Linked DNA regions of Mus musculus: regions 2, 3, 4 and 5 are each linked to region 1. A link is a contact called in public HiChIP or PLAC-seq and promoter capture Hi-C data. All regions are on one chromosome and are shown on one strand. The core of a region is the stretch at or near the end of the contact, and the rest is flanking DNA. Distances in the headings are between cores, read along the strand shown.

The links. Promoter capture Hi-C pulls out the DNA fragments that hold promoters and counts their contacts. HiChIP or PLAC-seq counts read pairs in DNA pulled down with a chosen protein or histone mark.
Region 2: a promoter capture Hi-C map of pre-B cells shows a contact between it and region 1, with 2.9 times the contacts expected there. The contact joins the enhancer-like site here to the promoter of 1810019D21Rik in region 1. A contact is called at or near these places in 14 of 39 promoter capture datasets (the C10 cell line, the HPC-7 cell line, cranial neural crest and 8 more), 3 of 15 datasets of contacts at CTCF or cohesin (embryonic stem cells, large pre-B cells and stem cell-derived epiblast-like cells), 8 of 484 Hi-C or Micro-C datasets (B cells, the G1E-ER4 cell line, embryonic stem cells and 1 more), 8 of 115 datasets of contacts at active chromatin or transcription factors (bone marrow-derived macrophages, embryonic stem cells and stem cell-derived neural progenitor cells) and 3 of 9 other capture datasets (adipose tissue, embryonic stem cells and liver).
Region 3: an H3K4me3 HiChIP or PLAC-seq map of embryonic stem cells shows a contact between it and region 1, with 3 times the contacts expected there. The contact joins the promoter of Cdh3 here to the promoter of 1810019D21Rik in region 1. A contact is called at or near these places in 2 of 39 promoter capture datasets (cranial neural crest and embryonic stem cells), 4 of 484 Hi-C or Micro-C datasets (the G1E-ER4 cell line, embryonic stem cells and epidermal suprabasal cells) and 2 of 115 datasets of contacts at active chromatin or transcription factors (embryonic stem cells and pancreatic cancer cells).
Region 4: a promoter capture Hi-C map of hippocampal neurons shows a contact between it and region 1, with 4 times the contacts expected there. The contact joins the promoter of Gfod2 here to the promoter of 1810019D21Rik in region 1. A contact is called at or near these places in 8 of 39 promoter capture datasets (the C10 cell line, cranial neural crest, embryonic stem cells and 4 more), 1 of 484 Hi-C or Micro-C datasets (liver), 3 of 115 datasets of contacts at active chromatin or transcription factors (bone marrow-derived macrophages, embryonic stem cells and extraembryonic endoderm stem cells) and 3 of 9 other capture datasets (embryonic stem cells, liver and pancreatic islet).
Region 5: a promoter capture Hi-C map of stem cell-derived epiblast-like cells shows a contact between it and region 1, with 2.5 times the contacts expected there. The contact joins the enhancer-like site here to the promoter of 1810019D21Rik in region 1. A contact is called at or near these places in 4 of 39 promoter capture datasets (the C10 cell line, liver, pre-B cells and 1 more), 1 of 484 Hi-C or Micro-C datasets (liver), 2 of 115 datasets of contacts at active chromatin or transcription factors (both in embryonic stem cells) and 1 of 9 other capture datasets (liver).

What each region holds. Positions count from the first base shown.
Region 1 is chr8:106,133,994-106,136,909 of GRCm38.p6, reverse strand. It overlaps 1810019D21Rik (RIKEN cDNA 1810019D21 gene), which reads right to left and starts at 1,510. Exons shown (of 4, transcript NR_040346.1): 1 at 1,289-1,510. It overlaps Esrp2 (epithelial splicing regulatory protein 2), which reads left to right. Exons shown (of 15, transcript NM_176838.2): 1 at 1-340; 2 at 425-553; 3 at 1,974-2,087; 4 at 2,186-2,300; 5 at 2,578-2,676; 6 at 2,896-2,916. The coding sequence starts at 143.
Region 2 is chr8:105,726,131-105,729,046 of GRCm38.p6, reverse strand. Gfod2 (glucose-fructose oxidoreductase domain containing 2) reads left to right here. Exons shown (of 3, transcript NM_027469.5): 2 at 716-1,059. The coding sequence starts at 801. Among named protein-coding and RNA genes, the nearest start is that of 4933405L10Rik, 19 kb to the right of the region's middle. Within about 2 kb of position 1,481, at least 69 of the 459 cell types and tissues checked have an H3K27ac peak or open chromatin away from gene starts, as enhancers often do. A contact at or near this core is called in the HPC-7 cell line, adipose tissue, hematopoietic stem and progenitor cells and 2 more, where this site is marked.
Region 3 is chr8:106,509,388-106,512,303 of GRCm38.p6, reverse strand. Cdh3 (cadherin 3) reads right to left here and starts at 1,452. Exons shown (of 16, transcript NM_001037809.5): 1 at 1,298-1,452; 2 at 963-1,080. The coding sequence starts at 1,345.
Region 4 is chr8:105,757,076-105,759,991 of GRCm38.p6, reverse strand. Gfod2 (glucose-fructose oxidoreductase domain containing 2) reads left to right here and starts at 1,385. Exons shown (of 3, transcript NM_027469.5): 1 at 1,385-1,538.
Region 5 is chr8:105,798,122-105,801,037 of GRCm38.p6, reverse strand. All of the region lies in intron 3 of Ranbp10 (RAN binding protein 10), which reads left to right. Among named protein-coding and RNA genes, the nearest start is that of Ranbp10, 28 kb to the left of the region's middle. Within about 2 kb of position 1,362, at least 94 of the 459 cell types and tissues checked have an H3K27ac peak or open chromatin away from gene starts, as enhancers often do. A contact at or near this core is called in embryonic stem cells, liver and stem cell-derived epiblast-like cells, where this site is marked.

The sequences.
Region 1 (2,916 bases), core at 261-2,760:
TGCAGCTCCCACTACACCCGGCCGCAGGTGCCGCCCCCAACACACCGGATCCCGCCCAAGCTCGTCTGTCTGCTGTCGGTCGGTACGTGTGTGCGCCTCGTCGGTCCGCGTGTGTGGCCGAGCGCCCCCTTCCTCTGCGGCCATGACTCCGCCGCCGCCGCCGCCCCCACCCCCGGGCCCAGATCCCGCAGTAGACTCGGCCACAGACCCTTGTCCCGAACCTCAGTCGCTGGTGGTTTTGTTCGGGGCCACTGCCGGTGCGCTGGGGCCGGACCTAGGCTCGGACGAGACCGACTTAATCCTCCTAGTTTGGCAAGTGGTGGAGCCGCGCAGCCGACAGGTAGGGTGGGAAAGAGGGGACCTCGGGACGCTTCAGAGCCTGTTGAGGCACAGCGGCTCATGGGGTTACCCTCGGTGCTTTTAGGTGGGGACGCTGCACAAGTCGCTAGTTCGCGCCGAGGCGGCTGCCCTGAGTCCACAATGCCGCGAGGCGAGTGGACTCAGCGCAGACAGCCTAGCGCGGGCGGAGTCCCTGGACAAAGTGCTGCAACAGGTGAGCGTGGGGGCCCGCGTGGGTGGTGGAACTGCGGAGTGGCAGGGACACTACTTCGAGGGGGAGGGGAGGAGGGGAGACCTGGAGCGACGCGACCCAGTGGCACGGCCAGTAGGACAAGGTCTTGTTTGAAACTTTTGAGCGACTACCGCGTGGAAGCGTGCTAGGCCATTCCCAGAGCCACCTTACCTTCCAACCTTTACAGACATCCACTCCTGCCGAGGAAGTTGACAATAGCGGCTAAGGGATCCATCCCCCCGAGGCCCCTTCCTCTCCCTCCCACTCCCCCCGCTAGCAGAGGACACGTCAGAAATAGGGTCGAGGTGGGCTCAGGTTTAGCGGTAGATCACTTGGTCTCTGCCGCCTGCTCTCCTGGGAACCGCTGAAGCGAGGGCGTCGGGCGGTGTCTGCCTCGGGGGCAGACGCCTCTAGGTGAGGCCGGCTGGTTTAGGCCTGCCTGTCCCAGCTGACTGGCCAGGCGTGGGTGAGTGGGTGCTGTCCGAACATTATCTAGGGGCTACCTGCCCAATGAGCGCAAAGGCCTAGGCGCATGCCCCCTCCCATACCCACCCCGCACCCTGGCCAAGTGGGAGTGAGTTTTCCCTGTTTGCATTGCTCACTCACCCCATGACTGAGTTGTAATGAGTGTTAAGTCCTTTCCTCTTCTGACTCTCGTTCTTAATGAGAAGACCTACAGATGCCAGGTTACAGAAGGGCTCCAGGCCCACTGCTCACCTGGGAGGGTGCTGTAGAAAAAAATCTGGTTGCCTTGCTCTGTCGGCCTTAGATTGGAAAGTGTCACAGAATTGCCAAGGGAAAGGGCCGGATCGTGCTGGATAGCCTTCAGAGTGCCACCCACCCCCCTCTACGAGCAAACAGTTCTGTGCCAGTTGGTCGATGGGGTGTGGGTCAAAGCTCAGGCTGCTGCGAGTGGCCAAGTATGAAGCTCTGTCCTTGGTGGCTCTGTTCCTGGGTTGGTCGGACCAAGGGGCGGGGCTGCCATTGACCATGGGCCTTTTGGCCCTCGGGCAGGTGTGAACCTCCCCCACCTGTCTGAGGGTGGTGCCTGGTCCAGGACAGGTTTAACCTGCTTTGCTCCTCCCCTCCCCACCTGCTTGCCTCACTCCACCAGGTGTTTGCTCTGGCCCGACTCCAGACTCCTGGAGTGTGTTTAATGGGGGCTTGGGTTATGTGCGACTGCTCTCATTTGGCCTAGAGGAGGTGACAGGGAACTAGGCTAGGGGTGGGGATTAGGAGCCTGGGATTTAGGGCAAGGCCTTTTACTTCCCAGGCAGGGTAGGGTTGAACATCCTGATGAACCAGCTTTGCAGCCTGAGTCCCTCCCTCCTGCTACCCCTCCCCCCCAGTTTCAGCTGTCTAGCTGTGAGTCTATGTCTGAGTCTCCACTCCCTGTCCCCAGTTCTCACAGCTGGTGAGCGGGGATGTGGCTCTGCTGGGCGGGGGCCCCTATGTGCTCTGCACTGATGGGCAGCAGCTGTTGCGACAGGTTCTGCATCCTGAGGCCTCCAGGAAGGTATGTCATTGAGGGCACATGGGTACGGTTGGGTTCCCAAGGCCCCTGTTGTAAACACCTTAGGTTACCTATTCACCCCCACTCCCATGTGCTCCCAGAACCTGGTGCTCCCCGACACCTTCTTCTCCTTCTACGACCTCCGCAGAGAATTCCATATGCAGCACCCAAGCACCTGCTCCGCCAGAGACCTCACAGTGGGCACCATGGCACAGGGTATCTGTGACCCATCAAAATTAAGGTGGAGGGGTGACTAATATGTCCAAGCATGTGCATGATGCCGTATGGGCTGTATGAATGTAGACAGGTCTATGTTTTTAGCCTCATTCTTTGGGATACATTTGGAATGTGGACATGTCTGTGTTTGGTCTGAGGACCTGTAGGTACATGTATGAACTGGGCCACAACTAGTGTTTGCTAGGATTCTCTGGGTGTTTCGGGGTGACGTGGGATGTACAGACCTGGACCTCAGTTGTCACTTCTCTGCCTATAGACTTGGGACTAGAAACAGATGCTACCGAAGATGACTTTGGGGTCTGGGAAGTGAAGACTATGGTAGCTGTTATTCTCCACCTACTTGAAGGGTCCAATGGTAAGATTCTTGCCCTGCTTGCCAGCTACTGTCAGGACTGGGTGAGTGCCCATCCCTTCAACAGAGTCCCCTTGCTGACTTGTGACCTTCTCTAAGAGAACACAAGGTAGAAACCCCTCTGCCGCGTCCTCAATGCCCTCACCGGTCCTATTTTTGCTGAGCTTGGTGGAGAGACTTCCTCCACCAGACCCTGCTGACCCCCATGCCATCTCCTCTCAGGTCAGTTGTTCTCGAAGCCAG
Region 2 (2,916 bases), core at 232-2,731, 410 kb after region 1:
TATATGACTACACTGTAGCTGTCTTCAGACACCCACTAGAAGACGGCAACAGATCCCATTACAGATGGTTGTGAGCCACCATGTGGTTGCTGGGAGTTGAACTCAGGACCTCTGGAAGATCAGTCAGTGCTTTTAACCACTGAGCTATCTCTCCAGCCCCCTCTGTTTTGGTTTTTTTTTTAATATTTTTTCAGCTTTTTTTTTTTGAGACAGACTCTTGCTCATCGACCAGGCTGGCCTTACGCATACAATACTCCTTCTTTGGACTTCCAAGTGCTCCAGGGTGAACATCTGTTTGCAAAAAAAGGAAAAGAGAACCATTTCTTTTTGTGTTTTTGATTTGGAGTCTCAAACCCTATATACTCAGGTATACACACAAACACACACACACACACACACACACACACACACACAATGCTTTTTAGAAGGAAGTCTAAAGATCTTTATTTTGTAGTTGAAGCCTTGAAGGCTAAATCACTTGACCAGGGTTAGGTAGAATAAGGACTTGACCCTACTTTTCATAGTTTACTTGTTTTCTCTGTGTCCAGTAGGTGACGGTGGTATCCAGTGTGCCAGGAACAAGATTCTTCAGCTTTTTATTTTGGAAAAATACTTTGTGTTTCGGGGACAGAGAGCTTGTTGCTTCCAAATTGCCTTAGAATCTAGGCTCCTCTGAGTGTAATCTCTGCCGCTGACCAGTTCATTTCTGTTTTAGGAGCCATGTTTGATCAGGATGACGGGACGGTCAGCTGCATCCCGGGGACCCTTGTAAGGACATGAGTGCTTGAGCAGAGGCCAGGATGAAGCTGCTCCCAGGAGTCGGTGTGTTCGGGACTGGCAGCTCAGCCCGGGTCCTGGTCCCGCTGCTGAGGGCAGAGGGCTTCACCGTGGAGGCCCTGTGGGGGAAGACTGAGGAAGAGGCAAAGCAGCTGGCCGAGGAGATGAACATCACCTTCTACACCAGCCGCACAGACGACGTCTTGCTGCATCAAGACGTAGACCTGGTCTGCATCAACATCCCACCTCCGCTCACCCGGCAGATATCCGTGAAGGCTCTAGGTATGCATCTTCAGGCTACAGCGGCAGACTGTGTTTCCTCCTCTGGGCAGTCCTCCACAGTGCCCGGCCCTCTCCTAGGCCTGGCCATTCCTTCTTTGTCTGCACCTGCGGGTAGTGGTGCTCTGGGATATCGCTGGGGCAGAGGTGGGGAAGGACATGCTGGAGATTCTAAAAGCTCTAACCCTCTCTGCTCCCTATTCACCACTAACCCTCGGGGCAGAAGCTCAGCCCATCAAGGAGCTAGAGACGGCTGCCCTCCTTCACTGTCCAGCCTGCTGTGGGGAGGTCAGCACTTCCCCGGACCCCCGGACCCTCAGATGTGATGGATGTGTTTGTTCTGTCCCGCTGTAGCAAGCAGCACCACAGGAAGGAGAGGAGGTTGTCTAGAAGGCTCCCGCTTCCTGTGCTTTGTCAGCCCTTGGCTGTAATGAGCACCACCCTTCCTGGCAAACTGCAATCTGGTATTGCCAGACAGCAGGAAGGTGCTCTGTCAGGCCTGGCTTTCCTGACACACACCACAGAATAGCCTGCTCACATGTCCACTCTCCTGGGAACCTGACTGGGTGTGACCTGGTGAGCTGTTCTTCAGGTTCCTAGTGAGTTCCTCTTGCCTGTGAACTATAGGCAGGTTCTTCTTTTCATCATATAGATCTTGAAATAAGAGTTTACTATGTAGCTCCGGCTATCCCCCAACTCACACTCCTGCCTCACCCTTCTGAGTGCTGGGATTATGTGTGTGCCACTGATCCTGGTGTCTCGTCTCATCTCGTCTCTTCTCTTCTCTTCTCTTCTCTTCTCTTCTCTTCTCTTCTCTTCTTCTGTTACAGGATCTGTCTCTCTTGCTATTTTTCTTTGTGTTACTGTTGTTCTTAATTAAGGATCTAAGCGCTGTAACTGCAGTCCTTTTAGAATTGGAGGAAGACAAGACAGTCACTTAGGCGGTAGCTGTTGGAACAGTCTAACTTCAGCTCAGCTCCTTTAGACCTGGAGCACAAGAGAAATTTTCACAGTTCCCTGAAGCTTCCATCTACCTCAGCATGTCTCGTGGGCTGGAATATAATGTGGTGAGCCTATGACAGACACGGGGTTTGGTGAAGACAGCAGTGTGAGGCACACAGCGCTGACACAGACTTGCAGGTATGTGACATGTGACACAGGTCCAGGTTTTCACCATTCCTCCTTCCCATGTCTGTTAGAACCGTAGCCTCTAGCCTTTGAGACTTGAAGTAAAAGAACAGTGAGGCTTGCTGGTGCCCCGTGCAGTGTCCAGTCCAGCACCCGCTGTGTGTTCTCACAGAACTTGTGTGGTGTGGTACACCCCACCCCACACACCATATCCCACACTCCACCCTGCCCTGCAAGGTTCCCTGCACAGCACCACCAAAGAAGCAATGTCACCTGGGATAGAAGTAATTTCTCAAGCACCTCAGATTTCCTGCCTCTCTGGGGTGGGTGCCATTCTCTCTGGGCAAACTTCCTGGGTGGTTTGCTGCAAACTGTGGATGAAGGGTCACAGACCCAACTGTCTTTGTTGTCAATGAAAGAAACTGAAGGGCTGGGGTATAGTTCAGTTGGTAGAGTGTTTGCCTGCATTTATGAAAACCAGGATTCAGTCTCAAGAACTACGAAAGACTTAACCCACTCGGATGGTGGTATATGTTGTAGGAACTTTAAATCCTGGCCCAGGGTTTCTACCCTGCCTTTGGTTTATTAAGTTCCTGGATTAAAAAAAAAACACACACAGCCTTTATATTTACAATAAGCTTTAATCAGCATAAGAGCTGGGCAGCTGCCTAGCCTCTGTGATATTAGAATCTACTTTCCTATCGATACCCCAGAGTTCTTACTTACTACTTA
Region 3 (2,916 bases), core at 203-2,702, 380 kb before region 1:
AGATTCCCTTCCCACGTTCTCTGGAACTTTACTTAAGGATCCGAGTTTAACAACTTGGGTTTAAACTCCCGAGAAAAATCCCACTGTCCTCTGTAGTCAAAGAGCCCGCTAACCAGCTGATAGATGCCCGAGTCTCATGACACACTGGTGGTTCTCAGTACCGAAATGACCCTCCACTTTTAAGTTTTTGAACTTGAGTGGAGAAAATCGCAACAGAAAGATCAAAATGTGCTTTGATCGCTCGCTCGCTCACTCACTGGTCGGCTTGGGACACAGACTGCCTTCCCCCCTTCCCCCGCGACTCAAGTAATTAACATCCTAGTACCAAGACGCTTGGAGTGAGGGACCTAGTGTTCCCGGTGCGTGATGCCCTCCGCCCAGGTGTGCCAGGCCATTCGCAGGCAGGCTGCAGGGGCGCAGGCCCTCCGGGAATGGCAGGGTTAAGAGTGCATTCCAGCTGCCCGGGAAGAAGGGGGGCGGGGAGGGCAGCCTGGAGAAGAGAAACAGACCGGGTCTGTCTGTCGGAGACACAAAGCACGGTTCACAAAGGGGGCCAGAGAAGGGGCGAAGGGGGCTGCTCAGGGCACGGTTCATCTCCACACCTGCGCGGGGGTTGCGGGAGGAATGTGCACTGCGCATTCCTCTACTGTGGCGGGGCGGGAGAGTTTTCCACGTCGGGGCTGGGTGAGGGGCTCAGCCGCGAGGCACCGAGAGGTCAAGATAAGCAACAACAGTAGCAGCGAGGCACAGAAGAGCTGGACGTTAGTAGGCGCACCGTTGCTCAGCCTTCTCGCGCCCAGCCCAGCCCGGGAGCCACTTTCTACGCCTCCCGAGGATGTGGGGTGGCTCCAAGACGTCCCAGCTCTGCTCTAGACAACCTTCCGATGCGCCACAGTAAAGCGAAGCACGTGTGGTCTTCCGCACTGTGGCTCCATCCAGGCTGGCTCCGGGAGGGGTCTTACCTTTCCCCAGAACTTGGCTCGGCTCCAGGTCAGTTCCTTCCACCTCCAAGGTCACTCCAGCCTCCCCGATGAAGCCCGCTCGGTAGGGCTCGGAGACCACGCTGCGTAGCCAGCAAACCTGAGTGTGAGGGTAGAAGGGTTAAAGAGGAGGCTGAGTCACAGGCATGCCTGGTTCTGTACACCCATTCTTGGGAGTCCTGGGGGGGGGGCCCTCCGGGACAACCTTGGCCCCAAGGAGCACAGCCCTAAGATTCCCCCGACGCCCGCAGCGTGAGAACCCCACCCGCCCTCCAGGGAACAATCCGGGTCAGGACCATGGCAAAGCACTGTGGTACCTGGAGCAGGAGGAGCAGGAAGGCGTGAGGCCCACTAAGAAGCTCCATAACTGAAGGGAGGTGAGAAGGCTGCCGCGACGGTGGGGCGCGCTCTGCTAAGCTCCGGGTGCAGCTTTGAGCACCGCGGCTCGCTGGAGCCCGCGGGAGGAGGCCAGGTGCGCTCAGGTAGCTGCTGATTGGTCCAACGTCACAAGGTCCCGCCCCCTCGCAGGTGGGGTCGAGGCCAGCCTGCCGAAGGCACTCTCGAAGCCCTAAAGGTCCTCCCTGGTGCCCTCCACCGGCCTCCCTGCTCTTCTGGAACTACTTCTGAAAGGTACCCCGTGGCTCTCGCAGTCTCTGGCTTCGATGGAAAATAATCTAACAAAACAAAACCCCCCAATCCACTCCACCTCAGCCTCTGCAGCACGGGAAGACAAATATTCCATTGCTGGCAGCTACAACGGAAAAAAAGTGGAGACGCATCTGAAACCCGACAAAAAAACAGAGGCTCCCCATTCATGCTACCGGAGGCGCTGTGTTCAAAGCTTTGATGAAGGCAGGGCGTGTCTTTACACCCGCTACAGAGGGGTCTGCCCTCTGCCACTTTCTCTACCTCCCACACTAGGCCGGGGAGGGGCAGGGGCGGGGGCGGGGGAGCGCTCCCGGGTTTTAAAAGTGGCATCGAGGTCTCAAAGGACCGCGCTACGCGATCTGATACACGTGTGAGAGAATAGTAACTTCCGTTTGCAGCTGGACAAATGGAAGGCAGCTAGTACAGAAAGTCCCAGAGTTTGGAAGCCATAGTAACTTCAAAGGGCTTGAGGTAGGGCACAAGCTATTTGTTATCAGCCCCATTATTTCTGGCACCCCCAATATAAATGTTTTCTTTCTCCAAATATAATTGTTTCCTTAATTTTATGTTAAATGCAAACAATGGAGATTTTTGCGTTATTTATTATTGTCATGTATGAATGGCCCATCGCACACATGTGAAGGTCAGAGGACGACTTTGTGGAGTTGGTTCTCGCCTTCCTCCTTTAAATGGATTCTGGGATTGAACTCAGGTCGTTAGGATTGTGCATTACCTGCTGGGCCCAAACTTTTTTTTTTAACACTTATTTATGTATTTATTTATTTTATGTGAGTACACTGTCGCTGTCTTCAGACACACCAGAAGAGGGCATCAGATCCCATTACAGATGGTTGTGAGCCACCATGTGGTTGCTGGGAATTGAACTCAGGACCTCTGCAAGAGCAGCCAGTGTTCTTAACCTCTGAGCCATTTCTCCAGTGTGCTTTACCTGCTAAACCATCTCCTTTGTCCGTTTTTTGTGTTTGCTTGTTTGTGTGGTTTTTTTTTTTTTTTCTTTTGTTTTGAGGCAGACTCTCACATTGTAGTCTCAGGCTGGCCTTGAATTCATTCAAACCTTCTGTCTCTGGCTCCTAACTGCTGGAATAAAAGACAATGACCCACAATGACCAGCTTAACAATGATGACTTTTTAAAAAAAGTGTAATGTGTCTCAGGCTGGCCTGAAACTATGCACCTGGGATGGCCTTGAACTTCCGATTCTCCTGCCTCTACCTTCCTAGTACTAAGACCTTGTACCTAGTACTAAGACTTGCCACCCCATGCACAGG
Region 4 (2,916 bases), core at 136-2,635, 380 kb after region 1:
GGCTCTAGCCAACAAAAAACTATCATGCTTCAAATGACAGTAGTATCCCTACTGAAAAACCTTGATCTAAGAATTACCATGGTCAAGAAATAAAAAAAAGTACATCCAATTTTTAAAAAAGATATTTTTATTTATACAAGTACATTGTTGTTGTCTTCAGACACACCAGAAGAGTGTATCAGATCCCATTACAGATGGCTGTGAGCCACCATGTGGTTGCTGGGAACTGAACCCTGGTCTTCTGCAAGAGCAGTCAGTGTTCTTAACCACTGAGCCACCTCTCCAGCCCAGCACATCCACTTTTTATTTTTAACTCTGATCCTTTGTCTCCAATGGACAGGAGACAAAGGCCCATTTGAAGAAGAGGATTCAAAGTTAAGATTTTGTTTCACTCTGGAAGTTGCCAGGGGTAGAGACAAAGTGGTAATGGTGGCAAGTCCTACAACTGATAAAGGGTCACAGAACCCCCTCAGGTCAGCAGGCATAGTCTATCTCTCCAGCTTGCTGTGGGATGAGGACTGGGAGCCTCCCTTTTTGCAACTAAGAAGTAACCAAGAGAGTCTTCCCACACACATACATAAACAAAAAACCAACCCAGTCACATTCTACAGAGCCAATTTCACACTGAAGTCAACCGGCTTCACTGTAAAACTAAGGCTGACCTCATTACAAGATGTATTTCCCTGGGAGAACACAGGCTCCATAAGGAGGTCAGGGGAACTTCAGATTACAGCCTAAAAGAGAAACGACGTTTAAAGAACAACTAAAGAACACCCAGAGAAAGAGACCAGACACCTGAGCAAACACGAAAGCCAATCTTTCCTGTCAAGAAATCTGACCAGGCCCGGCATGGTGGCGCACACCTTTAATCCCAGCACTTGGGAGGCAGAGGAAGAGGCAGAGGCAGGCGGATTTCTGAGTTCGAGGCTAGCCTGGTCTACAAGTGAGTTCCAGGACAGCCAGGGCTATACAGAGAAACACTGTCTCGAAAAAAAAACAAAAAACAAACAAACAAACTAAAAAAAAAAAAAAAAAAAAACGAACAAAAAAGAAATCCGACCAGTTGGAGATACCTGTGCTTCTACATAGGTCGTTGTCGAGACCTTCATTCCAGGAAACACTCTAAAGCATCTATCTACATTCTTGAGGCCGGTTGGCAAATCTGAGAGCGCCCGAAGCTGGAAGCACAGCTACCATCAACACATCTACCACCGAAAACTTGACAGCAATAGGCTCCCTGAAGGTTTCCCAAGCACCACCCCCAAGGCGCGAGCATGCGCAGCTCTTCATCCCGGCCCCGCCTCCCGCGGGTCCACCTCCCATCACTGAGCATGCGCTGTCCTCCTGCCGCCCCGCCCCTCCGTACCAGAGACCCCTGTTCCTTAGAAACCAGGCGGCGTGTTCCCGGTATCGGTGCTTTGGATTCCGGCGCGCGCGCATCCGCACTAGCCTCCCTCAGGGCAGGCGGACGGCCTCGGAAACCCCTCCGGATCCATGGTCTCTCGTGCAGCTCTGGGCGGGCAATGCCAGCATGCCAGGTGAGAGGCAGCCGGCGGCGGGCGAGGGTGAAAGAGGGCATGGCGCGGCCGGGAGCGGGCGCTGGCCCGGCCTCTGCCGCCGCCCGGCTCCGGAGGTTGGAAGCGAGTATACGCGGGGGCCCTGGCTGGAGGAGGGCTGTGCTAAATGCCAGTGTGTGCACGGCATTGAGTACGAGGTCGCTCCGAGGTTCGTTTTCTCCACCTCGGAGATGGGACCTGCTACATTCGGACGCAGAATTTTGGATCCTGTAAGGATCTTGCTTGAACCTAACCCATCCCCATAAAGATGTGAAACCCTAGGCTACCCCGCCCATTGCGGAGCAGATCACCCCATTACCTGAGTGAGGATGGGCGCTTTGTGGATGAGGATTTGTGAGGTGTGGACACTTCAGACAAAGGACTCGTCGCCTTACTAGCTATTGAAAAATGAGATTGCACTTGAGGCAGAAAGTATGTAAGAAACTGGTGTTCAGGTAAAAGCTTGAAAAAGGAACATCCTAGAAGCATTTGATTTACCCTGCCAGCCCTGCCTGAGTGCCTGGTTGGCCATGGCCTGCTTTTGTAGCTCAGGAAACAAACAAACAAACAAACGGATGGACTTGTGGAAACAAAAGATGAGATGAGGTGTTTCTGTCAGGGCTTTATTACAGCCCTGGTGAGGAAAGACATGCCTGGAGAGATGGGCATTGGTGAATGGCCATGAGGACAGTTTGCCTTCCGGACTGCCTCAGAATCTAAAGAACAGGACGGAAATGTAAAGGTATAAAATTGCGTTGGATAGACAGCAAGGAAGTTATCTTACACTTATGTTCCTTGCTCCCAGTGTCCTGCTAAGTAAAGAGTACATGAGAAAGAAATGAAAACCGGCCGCAGCACTAACTTTATGATTTGTGGCCACAAAGACTTTTTTATTTTTTCCCCCCTCGAGACAGGGTTTCTCTGTGTAGCCCGGGCTGTCCTGGAACTCACTCTGTAGACCAGGCTGGCCTCGAACTCAGAAATCCACCTGCCTCTGCCTCCTGAGTGCTGAGATTAAAGGCGTGTGCCACCACTGCCCGCGCACAAAGACTTCTTAATGGAAGACCATTCAGTTGAAAGAAACAGCCCGTATGATATGAAGTGGTAAAGAGAAGATGATTGTCTTTGAGTAGGGGAAGCTAGATTTGTTTGTGATAGGAAACTCACTTCCTCCTGAAAAACTACACCAGAGAACACAAAAGCTGCAGGACACCCATTTTACAGAAATCGAGAAAATTAACTCTTTAGGACTAGAATTGAAAACATGTTTTGGAGCCCAGAAGTGGAGATTTTTGTAGGCAGTTCTTTTGGTAGAATCTATATTTTATAGATAAAAATTCTGTTGTAAGGAATGTACTCT
Region 5 (2,916 bases), core at 113-2,612, 340 kb after region 1:
CGCTAAGCCTCCTCGCCAGCCCGAATGTTTTTGTTTTAATCCAAGTTATGAGATATGGACTGCTTCAGATTGTCCGCAGCAGGTGACTATGATTTGCCTAGTGATTTTTGCCAGCTGGAGATAGTACTGTGACTGTGACATTTGGAATTCTGGGGACTTTTCAGAGGGCATATAAATGCTAGAGCCTTGAGAGGCAGAGTCAGTTGGTGGGTTGTTGGTTGCTGTCGGTTGTAGTTTAAGTAGTGGTGCAAAAAGAAGAAACAACAAGAAGAAATTAGATATCCTGACTGTAAAGATCAAACTTGCCCCAAGGAACTCAACGCCCCTAATCAGCAGGAAGTCTAACAATAGCCCCCCTTCCTGACCCCGACTTTATTCAGGGATCTCTTTCTTTTCTCCATATCCTTTTTTCTCTCTTATCTAGGTTTAAGGGGTTGAAAGGTGGGAGAAAAAGGGTGGAGGGAAGAAGAACCCACAGGTAGGGAAATCTCGCTACAACATACATCCCTTCTTCCAATCCACCACACACATAGAAACAAGACAATGTGAAACAACAAAGCAAAGCAAAGCAAAGCAAACCACCTACGAGTCAGTACATTTTAGAGAAAGTCATTTTTGTTTTGTTTTGAGGGTTGTTTGGGTGAGAAATCAAAGCTTGTTGGGTTTGTGAGTGTGGGGTTTGCCCCTAACATGTGGTAAGGGCCTTTTGTGCTTTTGTTTGCAGGTCACCTGGAGATGGGTGTATGGATTATGCTCAATACGGAGGGAGGACTAGAAAGTGGGGCTTAGTCACTTCTTTCTGGGGAGCCATGGATATCCAGGTACCCGTGGGGAGTCACAGGAAAGTACAAGAACCTCACCAGGGCTGGGTGTGCTGGCACACATCTGTCAGGAACCGGAGGCTGGAAGCTTGTGAGTTCTCAACCAGCTTAGGCCCTTTAGTAAAATGCACTTTGCCGGGCGGTGGTGGCGCACGCCTTTAATCTCGGCACTTGTGAGGCAGAGGCAGGCAGGCGGATTTCTGAGTTCGAGGCCAGCCTGGTCTACAGAGTGAGTTCCAGGACAGCCAGGACTACACAGAGAAACACTGCCTCGGAAAAAAAAAAAAAAAAAAAACCAAAACCAAAACAAACAAATAAACAAACAAAAATTTTGCTCTTCAATTTAAAAACAAATAGTCAGGTGTGATGGCTCTTGCGTTCATCTCAGGAGAGAAAGATCTCTTGAAGCCAGCTTGGGCTATGTAAGTGAAACTCTGTTTTAGACAAACAGAAATACCTTCAGCATGGATAAGAACTGTGATCTGAGGGGTGCACTGAGCGCTCCGGCTGGTTGGAGGAGTTAGGTGCCCTCCCTCCTCATGTTCTGGCAACTCGCCTGGAATTGCTGGGTGGGGTCAGTGTCAAGCTGCCGCTTCAGCATTTATAAGTGGTAGCAGCAATACTCTTTCATCCTGAAAGAGGCCACTAGAATGAAAAGGATCACCCTTGATCCTGGGCCAAGGAGGCCCTAGAGGTTGGCCCCTGTGGGCTAGCTTTTCCAGTGTTGCAGGGAAACTTGTCAGGGCACGTGCCCTCATCTTCTTGGAGGTCTGTCTTCTCTAGACAGGCTGTGGGTGTCAAGTTGCCTTGCTCCCTTTGTTGTGGAGCTTCTGGGGAAGCAGCACCAGGTCTGTTTCCACAGGAAGCTTGGGAAGCTTTCCTTGTTTCCATTATAGCATTGTGTGAACAGAATTTTCCTTGACCCTCGCCCCCCAGGCCCTTTGCTCTTGGGGCTGTAGATAACCAAGTGGCCTCGTGTTCTAGGCTGTCTGTTCTTGGTGCTTTATGGGGGGTGTCTCATTCATTGTAACCCAATAATGCATCGTGCACATACTCTGTGATGGGCACTGAGTGTAGCCCTGAGGTAACTAGTCTCCCCTTCTGTGAAACTTGCCCAGTAGGGGAGAAACATGTAGTTGAGAACCCCACATTGGGCATCCGTGCTTTGAAGGGACTGATCAGGGCGGGATGAGTCAGGCCAGGGTTGTGAGATGACACGTGGTAAGGGGAGGTCAGATGGGGAAGAAAGCTGTAGGTAGAATAAAGATCCTGATAGAAGAGGTACAGAATTGCTGAGGTGTAAGAGGATGACTGGAGGCCAGTGGGACTGGGTTGTACGGTTGGCAGGGTCCAGTAGGGCGTGTGGATTGTCTTGGGTGTTTTGAGGAAGCCACAGTACAGGTTGGAAGGACAGCAACAGCTACAAGGGGACCAGTTAGAACCTGTCTCAGTGGCCCGGAACTTCATGAAGTGACCTGGACAGAATTCCTGGGGGAGAGATGGAAGCGGCTAGCTCTTTGGGAGGTGACTGAGCAAGCCCTAGTGCTTAGAGCAGTGGACAGTTGGACTGTAAGCTGTTTGTTTATCTCCAGAGAGTTGCTGACCATTGCTTGTAAAAATGAAGTTTGGGGTTGCAACTTACTTGGCAGAGTGTTTACCTGGCGTGTAAAGTTTCAATCCCTGGCACTGCAGAAGCCCACACATGGAGGATAGTTATGCAGCCTCTAATCCTTGCTCGCTGGGAGGGAGCAAATCAGTCAGAAAGTTCGGGTTTTCTTGGCTCTTTGGTGAGTTTTGAGGCAGTCTGAGCTATATGAGAGCTATGTGAGACACTGACTCAAATTTTTATTTTAACTTTTTTGTTTGTTTGTTTGGGTTTTTTGTTTTGTTTTTCGAGATGGTTTCTCTGTATAGCTCTGGCTGTCCTGGAACTCACTTTGTAGACCAGGCTGGCCTCAAACTCAGAAATCAGCCTGCCTCTGCCTCCCGAGTGCTGGGATTAAAGGTGTGCACCACCACTGCCCGGCTGTTTTGTTGTTGTTGTTGTTGTTTTGTTTTTTGTTAACTTTTTTATTTGTGTTTTTGAAGACAGGGT